Linked DNA regions of Drosophila melanogaster: regions 1 and 3 are each linked to region 2. A link is a contact called in public Hi-C data. All regions are on one chromosome and are shown on one strand. The core of a region is the stretch at or near the end of the contact, and the rest is flanking DNA. Distances in the headings are between cores, read along the strand shown. Region 1 holds the start of AdamTS-A (ADAM metallopeptidase with thrombospondin type 1 motif A). Region 2 holds the start of Atx2 (Ataxin-2). Region 3 holds the start of AOX1 (Aldehyde oxidase 1).

What was found. A called contact is a pair of places that touch in the nucleus more often than the background predicts.
Region 1: a Hi-C map of the Kc167 cell line shows a contact between it and region 2, with 2.8 times the contacts expected there. A contact is called at or near these places in 10 of 107 Hi-C or Micro-C datasets (the Clone 8 cell line, the D17-c3 cell line, the Kc167 cell line and 3 more) and 3 of 7 datasets of targeted methods (all in the Kc167 cell line).
Region 3: a contact with region 2 is called in a Hi-C map of the Kc167 cell line, with 5 times the contacts expected there. A contact is called at or near these places in 7 of 107 Hi-C or Micro-C datasets (the Clone 8 cell line, the D17-c3 cell line, the Kc167 cell line and 3 more) and 2 of 7 datasets of targeted methods (both in the Kc167 cell line).

What each region holds. Positions count from the first base shown.
Region 1 is chr3R:15,474,913-15,478,105 of dm6, reverse strand. It overlaps AdamTS-A (ADAM metallopeptidase with thrombospondin type 1 motif A), which reads left to right and starts at 1,913. Exons shown (of 17, transcript NM_206496.2): 1 at 1,913-3,193. The coding sequence starts at 2,818.
Region 2 is chr3R:15,408,049-15,411,550 of dm6, reverse strand. Atx2 (Ataxin-2) reads right to left here and starts at 2,100. Exons shown (of 5, transcript NM_169658.3): 1 at 2,017-2,100.
Region 3 is chr3R:15,535,366-15,538,872 of dm6, reverse strand. AOX1 (Aldehyde oxidase 1) reads left to right here and starts at 1,581. Exons shown (of 6, transcript NM_142218.2): 1 at 1,581-1,837; 2 at 2,317-3,245; 3 at 3,355-3,507. The coding sequence starts at 1,798. It overlaps AOX2 (Aldehyde oxidase 2), which reads left to right. Exons shown (of 6, transcript NM_169665.3): 6 at 1-1,160. The coding sequence ends at 1,030.

The DNA of each region.
Region 1 (3,193 bases), core at 664-3,163, 67 kb before region 2:
TACAAAAATGGATAGACAGATAGATACATTGTGGTCAGCGGTCTCCAGTGGCTCGATCATTAGCATCTGAAAACCAGCGGCGCCTCTTTGAGCAATATTTCCTAATTTAGAACGTATGCTTTCCTACAGATCAGTATGCGATTTGCTAGACTGAGCAATTTATTAGTGACTTGGGGAGAGACTCCAGCTAGGAGTCGTTTATTTTGTTTAGTGGCTGTGTAAACATTGCTTACAGGGCATGATGATTAGTTCGGTGTAATACAAACAGCCTTCTTGGGGAACTCACTTGCCCCCTCCAGACTTTTAGGGCTATTTTGTAAGATGTTCTGTTATGGCTGCTGTTTTATGTTGGCATCATTTGGATGCCGGCTGTTTGTTGTTGATTACAAAACAAGCGTTTTGTTGCCGATTGCATGGTTGCATGGAGAACGCTCTTCCTGGAATCTTTTGAGATGTTTTTCATTAGTCCACCATTCTCGCAACATCCGTAGTATATGAATATGCATCATCGTATTTTGGAATATTTTTAAATTTTCGCCGACCTCCACGGCGGCGAAATGGATTTTTAATTTCCAACTATACTTTAATTTGGCAAACGAGCTCTGGTCTTTTAATTGATTAATTCTTATTGCTGCGTTTGATTAAAGAAAATATTTAGTATACAATAGGGTCAATTGCTACATATGGTAATTTGGCACAGAAGACATTTATGTGGAAGAGTTCTCGGCGTTCAAATAATGGAGCGAATGGCTACTATTTTTATTCACTGACGCGATCAGTAGATTGATCTTGACCCACATTGGATGGGCTGGGATCCGGCAGATGTCGCACACTCTATGCCCAAATGAGACAATATAAAGTATAAAGTATAAAGTATTGTTTATAATGATACCAATTTGAGACAAATCAGTTACACTTGCCTATCTAAACTATTACGATATGTTTGTTCAGCTTGTGTAGATTATTTAGATATATCTTTATATTTGTCGCATTTCTGAGTAAAGGCTGTCGTGTCAGTTTATTTACGTCAAAAAAAGAATTTTTTTTGATACTGATGAGCTAGTCATCATTGTACCATTCTCTGTGATCATCAACTTCCTTTTTTTCTTCCGAAATGACTTCTTCCGGAAGTGCACCACTGGTAATGCCCAGGGTCTTATCCTCTATTTCAAAAGAATTCGTATTCAAAGTTTTTAGTACTGCTCGGTGCGATTAGTAATGCATAGGCTAGTAAAATAAGTCATAAGTAAAAAGAGTTTTATTATTTACTCAAGTACATACTTACTCAAATTGGTTGGTATCACACAAGTGTGAACATGTTTACAAATTTTGATTACTTTTAAAAACTATTACTGAATAAAGCATGCAGCATAAGCCTATTTTTTTTTTTTTTAATATTTATATTATTTCATCCGAAAAGGCAGATACTCTAGATGCAAAGATTGTTACTATGCTAACACACCTTATCTTATCCGATGATAATTATGTCCACACACTTAATCCTCACATGTGCAAAAATATTGAGTAAGCAGAGGCGCACTTAAGAGAGCGTTCGAGTGCTCTTTTAAGCCGCGCTCGGCTCTCTTTTCGCCACAGCGCTCTCTGCGCAGAGAAGCCGGCTGTTCTGCGTACTGATATGATTCTGACGTATTTCTAATCTCTCTAAAACACTCCTTCGGAATCGAAATCCTAAGCCCATTCAGCAAACCCATATCCCTATACTCGTGCCTACATACGAGTATGTACATACATATGTACATATGTATGTATGTATGTTGTACAGCATATAGCTGCGAGAGAACCGCTTTTAGCTTTCGGAGCGATATATGTTCGCGATCTCAGATTGCTTGGCGGTACGGCGGAACGTCCGCTACCAACTGCTGTTCGGCGAGCAGTGTTCAGTCCGCAGCGGGAACTCAAGCGAGCCGAAACGAAACATCGCCAGATACAGATACAAATTCTCTGGTTCGCAGCATTGGTCTGGTCCATCGGCTCGTTCTCGTCCGTTTCATTTATTTGCGCGCGCGCGGTAGTATCAGACAATTGCTAAAGTTCCATTTGTAATATTAATCCAGTTGCGATTTCTAATTCGAATTTGAATACGTATTCATCCCAGTGCGCCAGTGTATTCCGTATCCTGACCAGCCATGTCGGCCAGATGGCGATAGCGATGCCGATGCCAAACGATCGGCGTGTTCTTGTGAACTCTGACATGGTGCTCAGTTGTGGGACAACCTTCGCCACCGAAAAGTTTGCAAAAATAGCCGCTGGCCGAAAGCGAAAAGAAAGCCAGCAACTCAGAATGCCAACGGTGGCCAAGTTAATGGTGCAGCTCGAAAGTGAATGCATTCGGCGCGATGTGTGAAGTTCAAGCTTAACATTGGCCAAAACCCAACCGCAACTGCGAATAAATTCTGTGATTCGGCAAAAAGATTCATCATGAGATCGTACAATGGCTCCAGTACTAAGTAGTTTATCTAGCTAATCGCAGCCATAAGTGTGAGTCGTTTTAATACCCACGAGCCGTAGTCTTTGCCTTTCTGTTCGTTCGTATTTTCGCATTTTTTGGCGGGTGCGGTGCCCACGGCAACGGAACGAGACTGTCGCATTTCAATTAACAAAATAAGCAAAAAGCCAAAGAGCCAAAGAGCCATAGAGCCAACATAAGTGTAAAGATACATATATCTACAAGATATACGTATAGCCGTATATACGCATACTGTGGATTTTGTTGCTCTTTCGCGCGCATTTTTGCACGTGCCATTTGGGATTTCGGATTTCTGAGATTGGAGATCGCTATCTTATCTGGTCATCGCCATGTCCATGCCGGATGCCGGTTCACTTAAATCGCCCGCCGGCGGCCAGGAGGTCGAGTGCCATCGCCTGCTGTCGGACCTGCCCGCCTTCGCGTATCCCAGCACCACACTGCGGTCCACAACTTCTGGTCACAGCACTGGCACGAATAGTACCACTGTCTGCGAATCTCCCGGTGCTCGGGATCGTACCTCCTTCGCGTGCTCCTCCTCTTGCGTATCATCCGCCTGCTCAGCCACCGCCTCCGATGACGACGAGGATGAGCGTGCCCTTGAGCGCTGTCTGCGTGGGACGACGGACGACCTTGGGGAGTCCGGCCTGCGGTATTCGCTGAAAGGACCACCGCCGGAGCTCTACTCGGCCAAGAAGGACTTCATCA
Region 2 (3,502 bases), core at 851-3,350:
ATGTGCCCCCTTTGGCCAGCTCCGCCCCGGTCGGAACTCGTATTCGCGTTTCGGGGTGTTTTGGCATTGGTTGCGTGCGGCCAGGATCGACGACCGTGAAATGCGCAACGCAACGCACAATGAACCCGCGGCGGCAGTGGATGTGATTGTGGGTGTGGGACAGGGCGGCGTTTCGGCCGGGGGCTGAGGCGATGGCACTGGCACTGGCTGAACGAAACCAATTGGAGAAGGGTGGCGCTTGAGCAGTAGCTGATTCACGGAGCGTGCACTGTGCACATTTTGGTGAATGAAAACAAATAATTGATTGCGCCCAAGAGTGAATCATGCGTGAGGTGAGGTGAGGTGCAGGCAGGCAGGCAAGCGAGCTGGCGAGCAGTTGGGGAAACGAATCCGGGAAATAGGCTGCGACGGAGGCAAACTTAAAATGCAAGTGTGCATGGCCGAGTGGCGAATAAATATGCATAGACGTCAGGCGGAAAACAAGAGCGAGGTGGCATATCGTTCGTTCGGTCAGCAAATTGTAAAGTGACCCAAATTTCGGACCCACGTTGGAGGCTCTCGGGCCTGCTCAGGGGCTTTCGGGGGGTTGCTGCGGGCGTTTAGAAGGGGTTCGAAGTGTGCCAAAGAACGATACGAAACTCAGCGCAGCCGCCGCACGTCACAGCAACTGAAAACGTATAACTAAAAACTGAATACGGCAAGCGGCAAACAGCAAACGCAAAGCTGCAAAATGCTGACAATGCAAGAAATTGCATTCGAAGAAGGCGAGCGACGAGAGTAAAAAAAAAAAATATAATGCACTACGTGATACGTGAGCGAGTGTGCCATGCATCACCGTGGGCACTACGGGCACGGGCCGCACAGTGGGCCTGATTCGCCCTGAGCGCCATCCCAGGCCCACTGTGCCCACAAGCTTGAGGTTGTGATGTGGTATTGTGTTGATGCCGTACACAATGAATAATGAACACGCATTTCAAACCGTTTGCGGCATAAATATGACTGGACGAGGAAGACTCGTATGATAAGGCCAAAGTGAGTGGCCACTACAGTGATACCTCTTCAGCAATCCAGTACAGGCTATGATTTGTATGATTTCAACGATAGTCTTCACATTTATTAACATTCGTTAGTAATCACCGAATGTTACTTTAAAAAATGTGAAAATATTTTAAAGTGCTTAGTCATAGTGATTCACAATACTGACACATTTCTACTCCATTACAATGCAATTTTGGGAACACTTGCTATTTGGTTCTTTCCATAACTGATTTATTTATTCTGTGATAAATCACAATCCTAATTACATTATACAAATAGGGTTGAGTTATTGAAGAGACCACTACTATCTTTACGCCTGCAAACTTGCATTATGAATGATTTTTTGACCATTTTTTTTGGTATTTATATGTATTTATATTTATATGATTTGTTTCTCAACTATTTCTTAAATACATATCTGCACAGTTTTTCACAGATAAATTGATAAAACTGGCGGACGTGCCGATACTTATGCGCCGCACTGTGTCCGAATGCGGATGTGAATGTTGTTGTGTGGCTGCGTTTGTGGCTGTGCCTGTGTGCGCTGCAGTCATATTTCAATTGAAAATTTTAAGGGCGCAGCAGCAGGAGGACAGGGGTGGGGAATGGGTGTTGGGGGCTATGGAGCACCCTCTCACGGGGGTGGCAATGCGACTCGTTGGTGCGACAAAACGGAAACCTTTAAACAAATTATGTTCTCTACACACATTTGGCCATTGTGAAAGGGAAATGTAAACAAAGCATAAAGTTCGATTCTTGAAACACAAACACACACACACATGCTTGCACTCACTCGCACACACAGACACACAGGGCTCGCGATGGCCTATTATATAAGCGCCATTTGCATTCCAAAAAACCAACAAAAAAAAAGCTTAAGAATGGTTTTCCATGAGATGATGCAGTAGTAGGTAGCATTCACGAGATTAAGAAAAAAAATAATAATGTGAAAAAAGACGACACGAGACGCGCTTTCACCTTTTAATTTTTTTTTAGTCAACCGGACCGGGAGAGAAAAGAGCTCTTTGTGGCGCTTTCGGTTGTCGCGGGTTTTCAATTTGTCAGGGCAACGGCGAACTGCAAACTGCGACGGCAAAAAGCAAAGGCAAAAAGCAAAAGGCAAAAACAAACCAGCCCCAAATGCAGTGGTGTGCGTTTGTGCCCCCCTTTGTTGTGTGGCATGGCACTCTGCTGACTCTGGTACCTCTGCGTGCTCGGCTCACCTGAAGCACCCTGCTCAAATGACGCCCCTGCGCTATCGCCCCTGGTTTTTGCCAGTGCAGCTGGGTGCTGGTGGTGCTGGTCAAAGCTGCTTCTTCTTACCTTGAGATGCCGCCGCTGGCACCGCCGCCAGTGGGTCGGGTTTTCCGCTTGCTATTGTTGTTCATAATAACGTCGATTGGATGTGGATCGCCAATTGCCAACTGCCAATTGCCAACCGCCGATGTGGTCGGTTTGTGTCCGATTGCCGGGAGGCCAGAAGGAGCAGTCCGAGTACCAATTGACCACCAGGACACTTTTCAGCAGTCGTTCAAACCTGGCGTTTTTGCTTCTTTTCTCTTCTGTTTCCTCTTTCGCCCGTTTCTGCTGTGCTTCTTACTACTGCTGCTGCTGCTCTCTTGCTTCGGCTGCTACTTTTTGCTTCGGCCGATTTTCCCCCGGATTTACCAACTTTCCGATCGGAGGATCCTGATGCGATGGTCGCGGATGGGCGGGCGAGGCGTGTTCTAGCCAAGATGTGATATTTCGGCGCCGTCTAGCACTGTAACTTGGCTGCTATAAACGCTTTTGTTGCTAATTTTATTTTTTCCCTGCGTACTGTAGCGATAACGAGCAAGGTTGCTTGACGAGTTGCTTTCCGCAGTCGATACTTTTTTGCACATCCCTAGCGCACATCGACGGCGTATTTGGCAAATCGGTGAAAAAAAATAGTGGAAATGCAACAACGGAACGGCACGACGAGCTGCAGCGACTGGGCGGCGGTAGTGGTAAACGGCGAATTTTGTTGCGTCGAAAGACTATTTTGCTAATTTATTAACTTCAATCTGAACGGGGGTGCGTATGTGCAGCCACAGTGTTCGGTATCGAATGGTTATCGCCTGCGCACTCGATTTGACAGCGCCAGACGGTGTTTGCCTATCGATTGCTCCCGGGCTATCGCCTGCTCAAAAACAGTGTTGCACACAGTCGTTTGGGCGCGCAATTTGAACTGCTTATGGTTTGTATTCAATCGCAGCGGTATTAAGCAAATATTTGCTCCAAATCTAGATCACAAATACAGGCGAATCTATTAATAGCCCGGAGCTATCGTCTGTGTCCCAGTAGGTGGAAAACATCCGCATGTTTACCGAATGTCAAGATAGGCGGCCACAGACGACGACCTTGTATGTCAAGAAATTCCTTTTTCCGAGAAAGCTGCCGCCGCTTAATCATTTCAAAGTCAACCGCAAATCCACTCTTCGCC
Region 3 (3,507 bases), core at 332-2,831, 130 kb before region 2:
GGTGCAGCTGCTGCCAAAGTTCCTGGCCTCCACAGAGTACCACAAGCGGCGGGACCAGATTAACTTATTCAACTCCCAGAACCGATGGCGCAAACGAGGTCTGGGATTGGCCCTAATGAGTTTCCCGCTGAACACGACCGTGGCCTTCAACTATCCGGTCACAGTGGCCATCTATCATGAGGACGGGTCGGTGGTGATCTCTCACGGAGGCATTGAGATTGGCCAAGGAGTGAACACCAAGGCGGCCCAGGTGGCAGCATTCGTGCTGGGTGTTCCGTTGGACCAGGTGAGAGTCGAGGCCAGCAATACTGTAAACGGAGCCAACTCCATGCTGACGGCCAACTCGATGACCAGCGAGATGATCGGATTGGCAGTGAGAAAAGCCTGCGACACTCTAAACAAGCGACTGGCTCCGGTGAAGGAAAGACTCGGACCTCGGGCCTCCTGGGTGCAGGTGCTCCAAGCGGCCTTTTTGCAGTCCGTGTTTCTCATCGCCACGGAATCTTACCGGTTGGGGGATATCCCCAACTACAACATCTTCGGGTTGAGTCTCACCGAACTGGAACTGGACATTCTGACGGGCAACCATCTGATCCGCCGGGTTGACATCCTAGAGGATGCCGGGGAAAGCCTGAGTCCACATATAGATGTGGGTCAAGTGGAGGGCGCTTTTGTCATGGGTTTGGGATACTATCTCACCGAGCAGCTGGTTTACGATCGTCAGACAGGTCAGATTCTGACAAACCGCACCTGGAACTACCACCCACCAGGCGCCAAGGATATCCCGATAGACTTTCGCATCGAGTTGCTCCAGAAGAGTCCCAACCCCGTGGGCTTTATGCGATCCAAGGCCACGGGTGAGCCTGCTCTGTGTCTGGCTGTCGGAGCTCTGTTCGCCATGCAACACGCCATCCAGTCGGCCAGGAACGATGCGGGTCTTCCGAGGGAGTGGGTTCGCTTGGGGGCACCAACGACGCCGGAAACGGTCGTCCTTAACTCCGGAAGCCAGGTGGAAGCATTCGCCTTGTAATGAAATGAAGTTCTGGCTTAGATTTGGGTATTTTTCGATATTTCATTTGGTGTACTGCTTCGATCTTTTGATTTCTTTATCTGTATTATGTAATTTATCTTACTAAATAAATATAGAATCGTGTGGAAATCGTTTGAAGTTTTGAAGAATCGTTCTCCTGTTATATAATTCCTAATAGAATTGTATACATATGTACATATATGTTTTGAAGAAATCTTTCGCTCATAAGGCACCACTCTGTTTATAGGACTAGTTCCCCTTATTCCGAACATAATCTCGCCGTTTTGTTTAGAAATATGAGCAAAACAAAAACGTCGAAACAAGCCGTTTACTGATAAAGCTTTCAGTTCCAAAACCGAGGGAGAGTATTTGAAACCGGCAGACGATAACGTTTCAGAGTGCTACGATGATCTAATGCTGAATTGTGAGCGCAGTATATGGAACATGGTAGTTAAGAGCGGGGAGCAGGTGAACTTGAACTTGGAGAGGCGGGAGTCTCTTTCGAGGGCCGGAGAACCACTATATATATGGGGCTACGGAAGGCCCATACCCTCAGTCGCTCGCAGTTCGGCGTGGAATCAAACGAGGCTGACAAGTGGACTCATTGCCACATATTGTGAAATAACATAGTTTCCAGAACCCACTATAACCATCCAAATAATTCTGAACACCCGCGTCAATTGAAGGCGAGAAAGGCTGCAATTAATTTCACAACGATTCCCGGACGGCTTTTAAGTGATTCAAGGGACTTATATAATTCACAGATAATGGCTGGAAGAATTACAATCAACGGCACCAGCCACGAAGGTGTGTATGCATGTGTGGGCAGTTAATTGCCTATGGATTGATGGGGGCTGGCATCTACAAGATTGCCGAGACAACGAACTGGAACACCAGGGTCGAGAAATTCGACTACTAAATACCTGCTAGTTAGATGAGAGTTGCGACGACCTTGTGAAAAGCTTGGTGAATTACTTCTGAGTAAAACATGGCTAGACTCGTTTCCAAAACAGTTGTAACAATATTTTATAGGGTTCCATTTCATTTTGCTAATTTATTTTCATTAGCCCATCAGAGCACTTCTACAAACTGAGAGGTACTGAATATCAATTACAAGCATTTTCTTCTAAAATATTTAAATAATAGCTCAGCAGCAATCGTTAGCTCATAAGAAGCAGATATCGCAAACAATTGTTCTTTGACATGTTGTGAGGAATTAGGCTACTCGATAAGATAACACCCGGATTGTGTAGACACTTATGCCTCCGTTTGCTTGTGCCCCCTAGTCAACCTGTCTGCCCTGCCGGCGGATATCTCGCTGAACACTTTCATCCGAGAGTATGCCGGATTAACGGGCACGAAGTTCATGTGCCAGGAGGGCGGATGCGGCGTCTGCGTCTGCACCCTGACTGGGATTCATCCGGAGACCGGAGAGCTGCGCACCTGGGCGGTCAACTCGTGCCTCACGCTGCTGAATACGTGCTTGGGCCTGGAGGTGACCACTTCGGAGGGATTGGGCAACAAGCGGGTCGGCTACCATGCCATCCAGCAGCGACTGGCCAAGATGAACGGCACCCAGTGCGGCTACTGCTCGCCGGGAATCGTGATGAACATGTACGGCCTGCTGAAGTCCAAGGGCGGCAAGGTCACAATGGAGGAGGTGGAGAACTCCTTTGGAGGCAACATCTGTCGCTGCACTGGCTATCGTCCCATTCTTGACGCCATGAAATCCTTTGCCGTGGACAGCAACATCCAGGTACCAGCTGAGTGCATTGACATTGAAGACCTGAGCACCAAAAAGTGTCCCAAGACCGGCCAAACCTGCTCCGGCAGCTGCAAGAAGCAGCAGCCCAAGGGCAGCCAACTGTATCCGGATGGCAGCCGCTGGAGTTGGCCAGTGAGTCTGGGTGACCTCTTTGCCGCTCTGCAGGGAGCAGTCAAAGAGAAGCTGCCCTACATGCTGGTGGCTGGAAATACGGCCCACGGCGTCTACAGACGTAGTCCGGACATAAAGGCATTCATCGATGTTTCCGGCTTGGCGGAGCTCAAGGGTCATAAGCTGAGCGCAGATAACTCATCCCTAACTCTCGGTGGAAATCTGAGTCTCAGTGAAACCATGGAGCTGTGTCGCCAGTTGGAGAACACGAAGGGCTTCGAGTATTTGTCTCAGGTGTGGCAACACCTCGATTGGATCGCTAATGTTCCAGTGCGCAATGTAAGTCAAATCCAAGAGGTTTGAAAGCCCTCGACCCTTATCTAATCAGGCCAACAATGAAAACACCTTGAGCACCTTGTGTTTATCAACCCATTTCGCATTAACCCAGGCTGGCACCTTGGCGGGCAATCTGTCCATCAAGCATGCCCACCCGGAGTTCCCCTCGGATGTGTTCATCGTCCTGGAGGCCCTAGATGCTCAAGTGATTGTCCAGGAGGCGGTGGACAAGCAGCAGACTGTCAGCCTGGCCAGCTATCTGGGC